Regions from separate parts of the Mus musculus genome. Here region 1 is linked to region 2. The links are chromatin contacts, called in public HiChIP or PLAC-seq maps. All regions are on one chromosome and are shown on one strand. Each heading gives the region's core, a stretch centred on a gene start, on an enhancer-like site or on the middle of the called end of the contact. The rest is flanking DNA. Distances are from core to core; before and after follow the strand shown. Region 1 has its middle 8.5 kb from the start of Sphk1. Region 2 overlaps Ten1 (TEN1 telomerase capping complex subunit).

What was found. HiChIP or PLAC-seq counts read pairs in DNA pulled down with a chosen protein or histone mark.
Region 1: a contact with region 2 is called in a FOXA1 HiChIP or PLAC-seq map of pancreatic cancer cells. The contact joins two enhancer-like sites. A contact is called at or near these places in 6 of 39 promoter capture datasets (embryonic stem cells, hematopoietic stem and progenitor cells, hippocampal neurons and 2 more), 2 of 15 datasets of contacts at CTCF or cohesin (large pre-B cells and stem cell-derived epiblast-like cells), 9 of 484 Hi-C or Micro-C datasets (B cells, the G1E-ER4 cell line, the N1E-115 cell line and 4 more), 11 of 115 datasets of contacts at active chromatin or transcription factors (bone marrow-derived macrophages, differentiating embryonic stem cells, embryonic midbrain and 4 more) and 4 of 9 other capture datasets (adipose tissue, embryonic stem cells, liver and 1 more).

Annotation. Positions count from the first base shown.
Region 1 is chr11:116,521,569-116,526,305 of GRCm38.p6, reverse strand. No RefSeq gene overlaps it. Among named protein-coding and RNA genes, the nearest start is that of Sphk1, 8.5 kb to the left of the region's middle. Within about 2 kb of position 2,370, at least 83 of the 459 cell types and tissues checked have an H3K27ac peak or open chromatin away from gene starts, as enhancers often do. A contact at or near this core is called in pancreatic cancer cells, where this site is marked.
Region 2 is chr11:116,207,495-116,212,922 of GRCm38.p6, reverse strand. All of the region lies in intron 3 of Ten1 (TEN1 telomerase capping complex subunit), which reads right to left. Among named protein-coding and RNA genes, the nearest start is that of Acox1, 11 kb to the right of the region's middle. Within about 2 kb of position 1,977, at least 26 of the 459 cell types and tissues checked have an H3K27ac peak or open chromatin away from gene starts, as enhancers often do. A contact at or near this core is called in pancreatic cancer cells, where this site is marked.

The DNA.
Region 1 (4,737 bases), core at 1,121-3,620, 310 kb before region 2:
ATTTCTTCTGGGTCATGCCAATGCTGCTGATTCCTGTTTGCTATCTTGACATTACTAAACTGGACCACTGGTATCCTGACAATTGGAGATTGAAATCGCTGCAGAGAACCATTTCTAAACAGGTCCACTTCCGCCGAATCCTAGTAACCTTCCTTTTCCACTGCTTCAGGTGGGTGGTGGGCTAGAGGGGACGCTGAAGCATTTAAAAACCATCATGAAAAGTAGGTTTTGAAAAAAATCAAAGCAACAAGGGCTCCTTCCAATCTGTTCGCCCGTTCACAAGTGTCTGACTAGGGCTACCAAGGGCTCCTTAGTGAGAGCCGTCCACAGTCATCTCCCCTTGTCTCAGACCTCCAGCACTTACTGATGGGAGGAGCATCCCATTTGGATGGGAGCATCCCATACTGATGGCAGCATGCCATACTGATGGGAGGAGCATCTCATACTGATGGGAGTATCCCATACTGATGGCAGCATGCCATACTGATGGGAGGAGCATCCCATACTGACGGGAGCATCCCATACTGATGGCAGCATACCATACTGATGGGAGGAGCATCTCATATTGATGGGGGCATCCCATACTGATAGGAGCATCCCATATGGATGGGAGCATCCCATACTGATGGCAGCATGCCATACTGATAGGAGGACCATCTCATACTGATGGGAATATCCTATACTGATGGGAGCATCCCATACTGATGGGAGGAGCATCTCATACTGATGGGAGCATCCCATACTGATGGGAGGAGCATCTCATACTGATGGGAGCATCCCATACTGATAGGAGCATCCCATATGGATGGGAGCATCCCATACTGATGGCAGCATGCCATACTGATAGGAGGAGCATCTCATACTGATGGGAGTATCCTATACTGATAGGAGCATCCCATATGGATGGGAGCATCCCATACTGATGGCAGCATGCCATACTGATAGGAGGAGCATCGCATACTGACGGGAGTATCCCAAACTGATGGCAGCATACCATACTGATGGGAGGAGCATCCCATATGGATGGGAGCATCCCATAATAATGAGAGCATCCCATGGGGACTCAGATCTGTGCTGCTGACTGTGACACTTAAGCAGGTGTGAACCTTACAATCCAGTCTCCACAAGTCAGCCAGCCTGAGCTCTACATATCAGAACTCATCAGACCTTCCCAGGTTGCCCTCCCCAATAAATCTGTGCTTTTCCATTGCTTTAGGAATAAAAACTAACTTTCCTATAGAAAAAGCAACAATTTGCCTTTACTCTCAGGCCAAAATCTATATAGATTTCTGTAACCGCAAGGGGGTGGGGCTCTCTATTCTCCGGTGAGTAATTAGTTCTGTAAGAGACACCCACTCTGTGTCTTTTTTTCCTCCTCTTCCTCTTTCTCCTCCTCTTCTTTGAGGAGTGGGGAGGAGGGCGGGTCAAGAGTGGCCTGTGTAAACCGGGCGTGGTGATGCTGGCCTGTAATTCCAGCACTCAGGAGGCAGAGGCAGGCGGATTTCTGAGTTCAAAGTCAGCCTGGTCTACAAAGCGAGTTTCAGGACAGCCAGGGCTATACAGAGAAACCCTGTCTCGGAAAAAAAAAAAAAAAGTGGCCTGTGTAACTGAGAAGGATCTAGAACTCTGATCCTGCCTCCGTATCCCAAGAGCTGCGATTACAGGCTAAAGACTGACTCCAGGACTGGGAGTGTCCCAAGCAAACACTCTAGATTCCCATCTCATCTGCAAGGTCCCTTCTGCACATAATGTAATATGTTCATTCACAGGCGCCAGAGACAGAGGGGAGGCCACTGTTTTGCTAACCACAGAGGGAAATAATGTCAATCTGTCCTCACTTGGCTCTGGAACCTCCTTTCCCAACTTCCCGTCTCTGGTTTTACCCCCAGGATTTTGCTTTTCCACAAAAGCACTTAGATCGAGTGGGGCTGGAGTCAGGCTTGCTGGGACTGAGGCATGAACCTATAGACTGTATCTTAGACTCATCTAGAGCCTAGAGAAAAATTAGTTTCCATTTCTGAAAATTACCTAAGAGGAAGAATCTAGCATCGTTGCTAAATGTAGTACTGACAGGCTTGCAAAACCCCATCCTTTCGCCTATGGAAGGGATTGGAAGCAGCCCAGCCCGTCCATTCTCAGCCTGGCACAATTTCCTGATACTGCTTTGCAGAAAGAGCTCACCCATGGGCACTGTCCTCTCCTTTCCCTCCCCAGACACCAATGGAACTCTGTAGCTTTGCCACCTCCGGTCATGTGATCTGGAAGCCCAGTTGCTTTTATTCTTCTGTGACAAGGCTGGGCCAGGCTAACCAGCCACAGACATTGGAAAGAGTCGCTCAGTGGAAACATTTCTTAGGCTCCCTCTGACATCATCTTCCATTTGGGCCTGCAGTGGGCTGTGGCCTGGCCTTTGCCCAGCCCCACATCCTGAATCCTAGCAGGATGGATATTTCCTGGTTTGCTCAGGAATCCTAGTCTGACGACTTTACCTCCTGAGCAAGAGAAGCTATGCCAAACCAACAGATTTGGCAGGTCCTAGAAAGAGGAGGGGCTGCAGGAAGCAGGATCAGCGCCCCTGCAGTCAGGGACTAGGAAGCAGGGATCCCTCTGCATCCCAGGAACCCAGTGTAGAGATTGGGCTCCGAGAGGATGGGTGTGCGCGTGGTTTTCCCCGTGCTTTTTGGTTTTGAAGTGTTTTCTACTTTCACAGGCCTCAGAATGTGTGTCCTTGGGTGTTACCCAAAGCAAACAGACAGACAGTGGGTTAGCTCTGGCCCCCAGCCAAACAGTGACTTCGTGCTTCGTGATCTGGGGCCATGTTCACTTACCTGATGGGGTCCCTCCACAAGCACAGGAGACTTTGGGAATGCTGCCCTTAGGGGCGTACATTTCTTTTGTACAAATGCACACCTATTGGGCTGCCACAGTTGTAGCCAAATTATTGAGGGCCAGGGGCAATAGAGGGAGAGGGAGGCAGATGCCCTGATTCATCAAGCTGGAAAAGATACCACAAAGCCAGGAGCGAGGCTTGCCTGCTCCTCTCTCTCATTATCCACATCCCAAAAATAGAACTTCCCCTTCCCTGGAGGCTCGGTTCCTGAAGGTCAAAGCCTTGAATTCTTTGCAGACACGAGCCTAGTAATTTAAGTAATGATTTCACGGGGTGCACTGGACAGCTGGGGCTTTGGACAAGGGCTTTGTCCCACGCAGGCTGGATGAAGAGGCTTCATACAGCAGAGCATGACGCTGCTCCCATGAGTTGGGAAAGTCAGTTTCCAGAAGTGGCATGTCCCTCCTTCCCTCCTTCCCTCCGCTCAGTGCCCTGAAGTCCTGACCACAGCTATGTGACCGCATCTGAACATGAGTTGAGATGTCGTTTCTCCTTCAAGGCACTGTCAGATGATCCCAGCTGCTTCCTCTCCCGGTTCAGTCAGAATGGAGTGTGGTCACCAAGGGATCGATCGATCACCTGCCTAGGTGCTGGAGAGCTTGGCCTTCTTCCTGCTTTTTCTTTTCTCTTCTCTTCTTTTCTCTTCTTCCTTTGTTCTTCTTTCTTTGGTTTTCTTTCTTTTTGTTTCTCCCTCCTTTAAAATCATTATTACTTTTTACTTTTTTTTTTTTTAAGACAAGTCCACATATAGCCCAGGATGACCTTGAATTCCTGAACCACCTCTGCCTTTCCCTCCTTCTGCTAGGATCCCAGCATGTGACCCAACAGCTCGCCCCAGTCTTATCGTGTGTGTGTGTGTGTGTGTGTGTGTGTGTGTGTGTGTACACGTGAGTGTCCATGTGCGTGTGTGTGGTATGCATAGGATGTCTATGGCTAGATGTGGTCTTGAGGCAATGAGCCAGTGGGTGACATCTTATTTTTTGAGACAGGGTCCACCCCTGATCCTAAAACTCACTATTTTTGATTAAAGTGGCTGGCCAGTGAGTGCCCAGCCAGGCCCCATCCTCCTGGCTCTGGGGTTATGGGCAGGCATGCCGGCATGCCGCCACACCCAGCCTTTCTGTGGTATCCAAACTCAGGTGCTTGTGTTTGCAAAGCAAGCGCTTTACCCACTGAGTCATCTCTCTAGCCCTTTGTTTTGAGGCAAGTTATAATGGAGAACAGCCTGGTCTTAAACTCACTGGGTAGCCAAGAGGGACTTAGAATTCCTTACCTTCCTACCTCTACCTCCCTAGTGCTGGGGGCCAGGAATGTTCTACCACAACCAACTAGACTATTTATTTATTTATTTTATTGTTTGTTTGTTTAGAAAGGGTTCCGCTAAGTAGCCTTGGCTTGCCAGAACTCACTATGTAAACCAGACTGACCTCAAACTCATAGAAATCTGCCTGGCTGTGTCTCCAGAGTGCTAAGATTAAAGACGTGTGACATCATACCTAGCTGGGATTTTGATTTTTGCTGTCTCTTATTTTGAAGCTTGTAGATTAATTGGTTAACAACATTTCTTTAAAATAAAAAAAAAAAAATGAGTTCCCCCTCCCCCATGCTGGGGATTGATCTCTTAGTGAGCACTGGGTAAGCACTCTACCACTGGGAATAAAATATGGATATTTTAAATATATATATAAAATGTATAGGGCTGGTGAGATGGCTCAGCAGGTAAGAGCACCGACTGCTCTTCCGAAGGTGAAAGTCATTAGTTCAAATCCCAGCAACCATATACGGTGGCTCACAACCATCTATAATAAGATCTGACGCCCTTTTCTGGAGTGTCTGAAGACAGCTAC
Region 2 (5,428 bases), core at 728-3,227:
CGGTGATGGTGCACACCTTTCAACCCAACACTGAGGAGCGACTGATGGAGGACCCCTGTGAGTTCAAGGCCAGCCTGCTCTATATAGCAAGTTCCAGGACAGCCAGGGTGACACAGATAGAGACACCCCGTCTAAAAACAAAATTAACTGAAACAAAAATGGAGGGCATGGGAGGAGTTTGTTGAGAGCCCTTGATTATGATTTGATTGTGACACCATGGGGGTGTATGGGGTTCCACAATGAGAGGTGGGAGACACAGAACTTAAGGCAGGATCCTGTGTCAAATATTTTCAAACTTCTGGGGTGAAGATTTTCTTAGAAATCTGCTTAATGTCGGGCGGTGGTGGCGCATGCCTTTAATCCCAGCACTTGGGAGGCAGAAACAGGCGGATTTCTGAGTTCGAGGCCAGCCTGGTCTACAGAGTGAGTTCCAGGACAGCCAGGGCTACACAGAGGAACTCTGTCTCGAAAAACCAAACCAAACAAACAAAAAAAAGTAAGAAAATTAAAGAAAAAGAAAAAAAAAAAAGAAATCTGCTTAAATTTCACAGACTCTTAAAAGGTGTTTGCTTATACTTTAGAAGATTTAAATTTGTAAATTAGATATATACGTGTGTATCTATGAATGTGCGCATATGAGTGCAGGTGCCTATGAAGGCCTGAAGAGAATACTGGCTCCCCTGGAGCTGGAGTTACAGGTGGCTGTGACTGCCTGTGTGGGTGCTGGGAAGCAGGCTTGGATCCTGTGGAAGAGCAGCGAGTGGTTGCAGCTGTTGAGCCTTTGCTCCTGTTCATTACGTTCATCAGTCTCAGTTGGCTTTATCGTTTATTGTCTACAGAGTAAGCGGTCCCCAGAATGGACGGCTTCTCAGTGGCTCGGTCAGGCCATGGCTGCAGTCCAGGTGCTTCAGCCCATTCTGGATGGAAGGAGGAGAGATGGGAGTGCATGTGTGGCATCTGAGGATGGCAGCCTGTGGGTAGAAGGTGTGAGGTAAAGCAGGCAGGAAAGGGCTTGCCTAGAGTCCTAGCCCTTGGCAGGGTGTGGCTGAACAAAAATCCCATTTCAAAAAACAGAGCACTGCTAGCGTGTGCAAGGACCTGGGTTTGACCTTCAGCACAAACCAAAAACATGCATATACATATGCACATACACATACATATGCACATACACACAGGGTCTGGGAGATGGGTTGGTGGTTAAGAGCATGCAGAGGACCTGAGCTCAGTTCCCAACTGAGTCCAATTGCTTACAACTCTTTGATCCAGTTCTGGGGGGATCCAAAGCCACAGGTTTCTATGGGTACCTGCATATATGTGTACATACCTACACACAGACAGACGGGAACACACACATACACACACATTTAAAAGTAAAATAAATCTTCAAGAGAAGGGAAAAGGCCGGGTATGCAGCTCAGCCGGCAGAGCACTTGGCTAGCACCCCCTCAGCCGCTTAGCATCCGAGCTCCCACGAGCACCACATGAATCGGACACGCTAGCACATGCCTGTAACCCCAGCACTCGGGAGATCAGGAGGTCAAGGTTCTCCTCCAATGCATAGCCGGTTTGCGGGGAGTCTGCTGTACATGAGAGACCATCTAAGAACAGTCACACACAACCACGTGCCTAGCATGCAGGAGGTCCAGGTTCAAGCCTAAGCACACATGCAACTGTCAGGTACCACTGCCCTGCCGTGTGGAGACCACTAGTGCTGGCCTGCACGCCTTAATGGCAGTCACTCGACAACATCAAAGGTAGTCCTTGTATGGTCACCCCAAACCCACCAAGTCCTCATCCCTGCCCACACTCCTGGGTCCTGTGTCCTTCCTCTGTTGTACTGTGTTTCCCTCTTCCAGTGTCCTTATAAGAGTCTCACCTTTTCTCTGGGACTTGGCTGAAACCTGGCTTTATCCATATCAACAGGTCCTACTGTGCAGGAGGTGAGTCCAGAGTTCACCTGCTGCTCGGGTTTCCTGTTACACGCCCGGCTCCTTCCCACTGATAACTGTTTACAGCAGTTTACCTCTGCTCCAGTTCTCCCTCCCACACCCACCTCGCACCTTGGACTGGTTTGTTCTAGAATCTTACACCCTGTTTGTTCTCAGTATCTTCCTGACCTTTCACTCCTACTACTGCAGCCTTCTTCACCCCTTGGGTCTCCTGGACTCTCTCACCTTCTCTGTCTCTTCAGCCGGCCCTAAGTACCTCCCAGCCATTTTCCTGGTATTGCAGGACTCAGCCTTTGCCTTCCAACCTGCCTGCCTGATGCATCTCCAGCCTCTGCCCTCCCCGGTCGCATCTCTGATGAGTACAGAGAAGCCTCAGACCACAAAACATATTCTCACTGTAACACAGGGACTTCAGAGTCTCCTCTCACTGAACAGCTTTCCTTGTCTGTCTAGAAACTCTTCTGTGTCCTGGCTAGCCTGGCCTCACGCTCAGTGACAGTTATGCAGGCATTACCAAACATGTAACTCTCCTGCCTCATACCTATCTCTCCTAGAAAAATTCCTTTACCTTTGTGTTGCCACCACTGAGCTTGGCTTCCTTCCCCCAGCTCCCTTCTTCTTTTCACTTTCTGAGGTATGGCCTTGCCAAGATACCCAAGCTGCCCTTGAACTCACTCTGTATCCCTGGTAGGCCTGGAACTTCCTGGGCAGCTAAGATTACAGTCACTGTGTAACCCCAGGCCTACTTGTTGCCAACCACTTGAATTATTTCAAAGCATCTAGCAGAGAGGATATTTTGATTATTCTGAGCTCTCTCTATCTCTCTCTCTCTCTCTCTCTCTCTCTCTCTCTCTCACACACACACACACACACACACACACACACAGACATGCGCGCGCGCAGAAGATAAATGTCTACAGAGATTGATATACCAATTGTTCTGATGTAATCATTCATTACCTACCATGGACATGTATTGAAATGTCACCCTGTGTCCATAGTATGGCTATACAATCACCATGTGACAATTAAAAGTTTTTACAAGCCAGGCATGGTAGCGCACACCTTTAGTCCCAGCACTCGGGAGGCAGAGGCAGGTGGATTTCTGAGTTTGAGGCCAGCCTGGTCTACAAAGTGAGTTCCAGGACAGCCAGGGCTACACAGAGAAACCCTGTCTTAAAAAAACAAAAAAAAAAAAAGTTTTTACAATAGTTTTTAAAAGGTGAGAAAAGAGGTTTGTGAGGTGGCAGTTGTTACAGCCAGTATGCTTATACAAGGTGTGATTATTACTAATTACACACAGGGGAAGATGTTTAGAAACACCTCAGACAGGGACCCATCAGGGCCTTGGACGGTACCAAGCGGTGTCAGATTCCGGGAGATGATCACAGAGCTGGTGCTGTTCCACACCAGTCTCCTGGCTGGCTCTAGATGTAAAACATGGGAGAAAGGTTCCTCTGCCCGACCTCTCCTTTGTCCTCAGAACTTTCCACCTGGACACAGTGCACTGCACATGTTTGATGGACCTTTGTATCCGCCAGGACTTAAGGCCTGGCCCAGGAAGGATGAAAGCTGTGTACCTCCTGCTCAGGGGAAAGGTCAGGACAGGCATGGCCACACTCAGCCAGCTCAGGGTTCCACCCACGGCTCGCTCATCAATTCCTTACTCCACATCACAGTGGCACATTAAAATCCTCAGGAAATGCATAAAAACGTTATGAGAAAAGAAGGCAAGCACAAGATGGAGCACGGCAAGCAGAAGGTGGAGCACAGCAAGCAGAAGGTGGAGCACGGCCTTAGAGAGCACCAGGCCAGCACACGATGCTCAACGAGGCCGACGTGAGCGTGCGCGCCCACACAGTGAATGAGGAGGGTGTTTGTGTTTTTTAAGATTTATTTATTTATTTTATGCATATGACTACACTGTAGCTATCTTCTGACACACATCAGAAGAGGGCATCCGATCCCATTACAGATGGTTGTGAGCTACCACATGGTTGCTGCTGGGAATTGAACTCGGGACCTCTGGAAGAGTAGTCAGTGCTCTTAACCCTTGAGCCACCTCTCCAGCCCAGGTTTTTTTTTTTTTTTTTTTTTTTTTTTTTTTTAAAGATAAAAGGCCCTTAGTGCCTCCTCTCATTTCTCTCTCAAATCAGTTATGAGGGAAGGAACTCTGACCTTCAAATCTTAAATCTGGGTCAGAGGAACTTTTATTAAGTCCATTATAATTAAAATCAGCACTATTTAATTAATTAATTAATTACATTAATTGAAGTCCTGGGATTAAAGGCGTGTGCCATCACTGCCTGGCTGCTAACATCAGTTTTAAAAATGCTAAGAGAAGTCTAAAAATTAGATGGTTGTGGTTACACATATGTAAAATCCTAGTACTCAGGAGTTAGAGGCAGGTGGATCACAAATTCAAGGCCAGCCTGGGCTATATATTGAGAGACTCTGTCTCCAAGCAAGGGGAAGGGAGGGAGAGTTTTATGCCATAGCCAGTCTAGTGGCACATTTATGAGGGAGGCAGAGGCAGAGACAGAGAGGCAGAGAGGCAGAGAGAGAGGCAGAGAGGCAGAGAGGCAGAGAGAGAGAGGCAGAGAGGCAGAGGAGGCGGCCAAGGGACCACAGTTTTAGCTTTTAAAATTTTAAAGATGTATTTACCTATGTGTATGACTATCTGTGTGTTTGTCTGTGTGGAGATCAGACTAGCATGTCACATCCTGTGAACCTGGAGCTATGGGCAGTTATGAGCTGCCATGTGGGTGCTACAAATATGTATCATAACAGGCATGGTCATCTACAAGAACAGCAAATGCTCTTAACTGCTGAGCTTTCTCCAGCTCCAACCACAAGTATAAGGCCAGCCTTGGCTATACTACTATTTAGAGGGGAGCCCAGGATATATGAAACCGTCTCAAAAACAACACACACACTAAATAAGAACACGTTTTATATGTTTTTTTTTTAAAAAAAAACTTAAAAAAAAACCAACTAAACATAGACAGGAAGTACAGTATGCTATTAACCATGTAAAGGAAAATGGTATAGAAAAAAATCCTGGGGACACCACAACACTCCGGCTTAAGTGACTTACCGCTCCCTGGCAGCGGATCCTGCACTGTCTCTCTTTTTGATCATTTTCTGAAGTTTTTTTTTTTAAAGATTTATTTATTTTATTTATTTGAGTACATAGTTGCTGTCTTCAGACACACCAGAAGAGGGCATTGGCTCCCATTACAGATGGTTGTGAGCCACCATGTGGGTGCTGGGAATTGAACTCAGGACCTCTGGAAGAGCAGTCAGTGCTCTTAACCGCTGTTTATTTTGTTATTTTATGCATGTAGGTGTTTTGCCTGTGTGGATGTGCATGTATGCAGTCCCCGTGGAGGCTGATGACGGTGGCAGATCTCCAGAGCCTGGGCTTATGCATGGTTATAAGGCTTCCTGTGGGTGCTGGGAATTGAACTGGGGTCCTT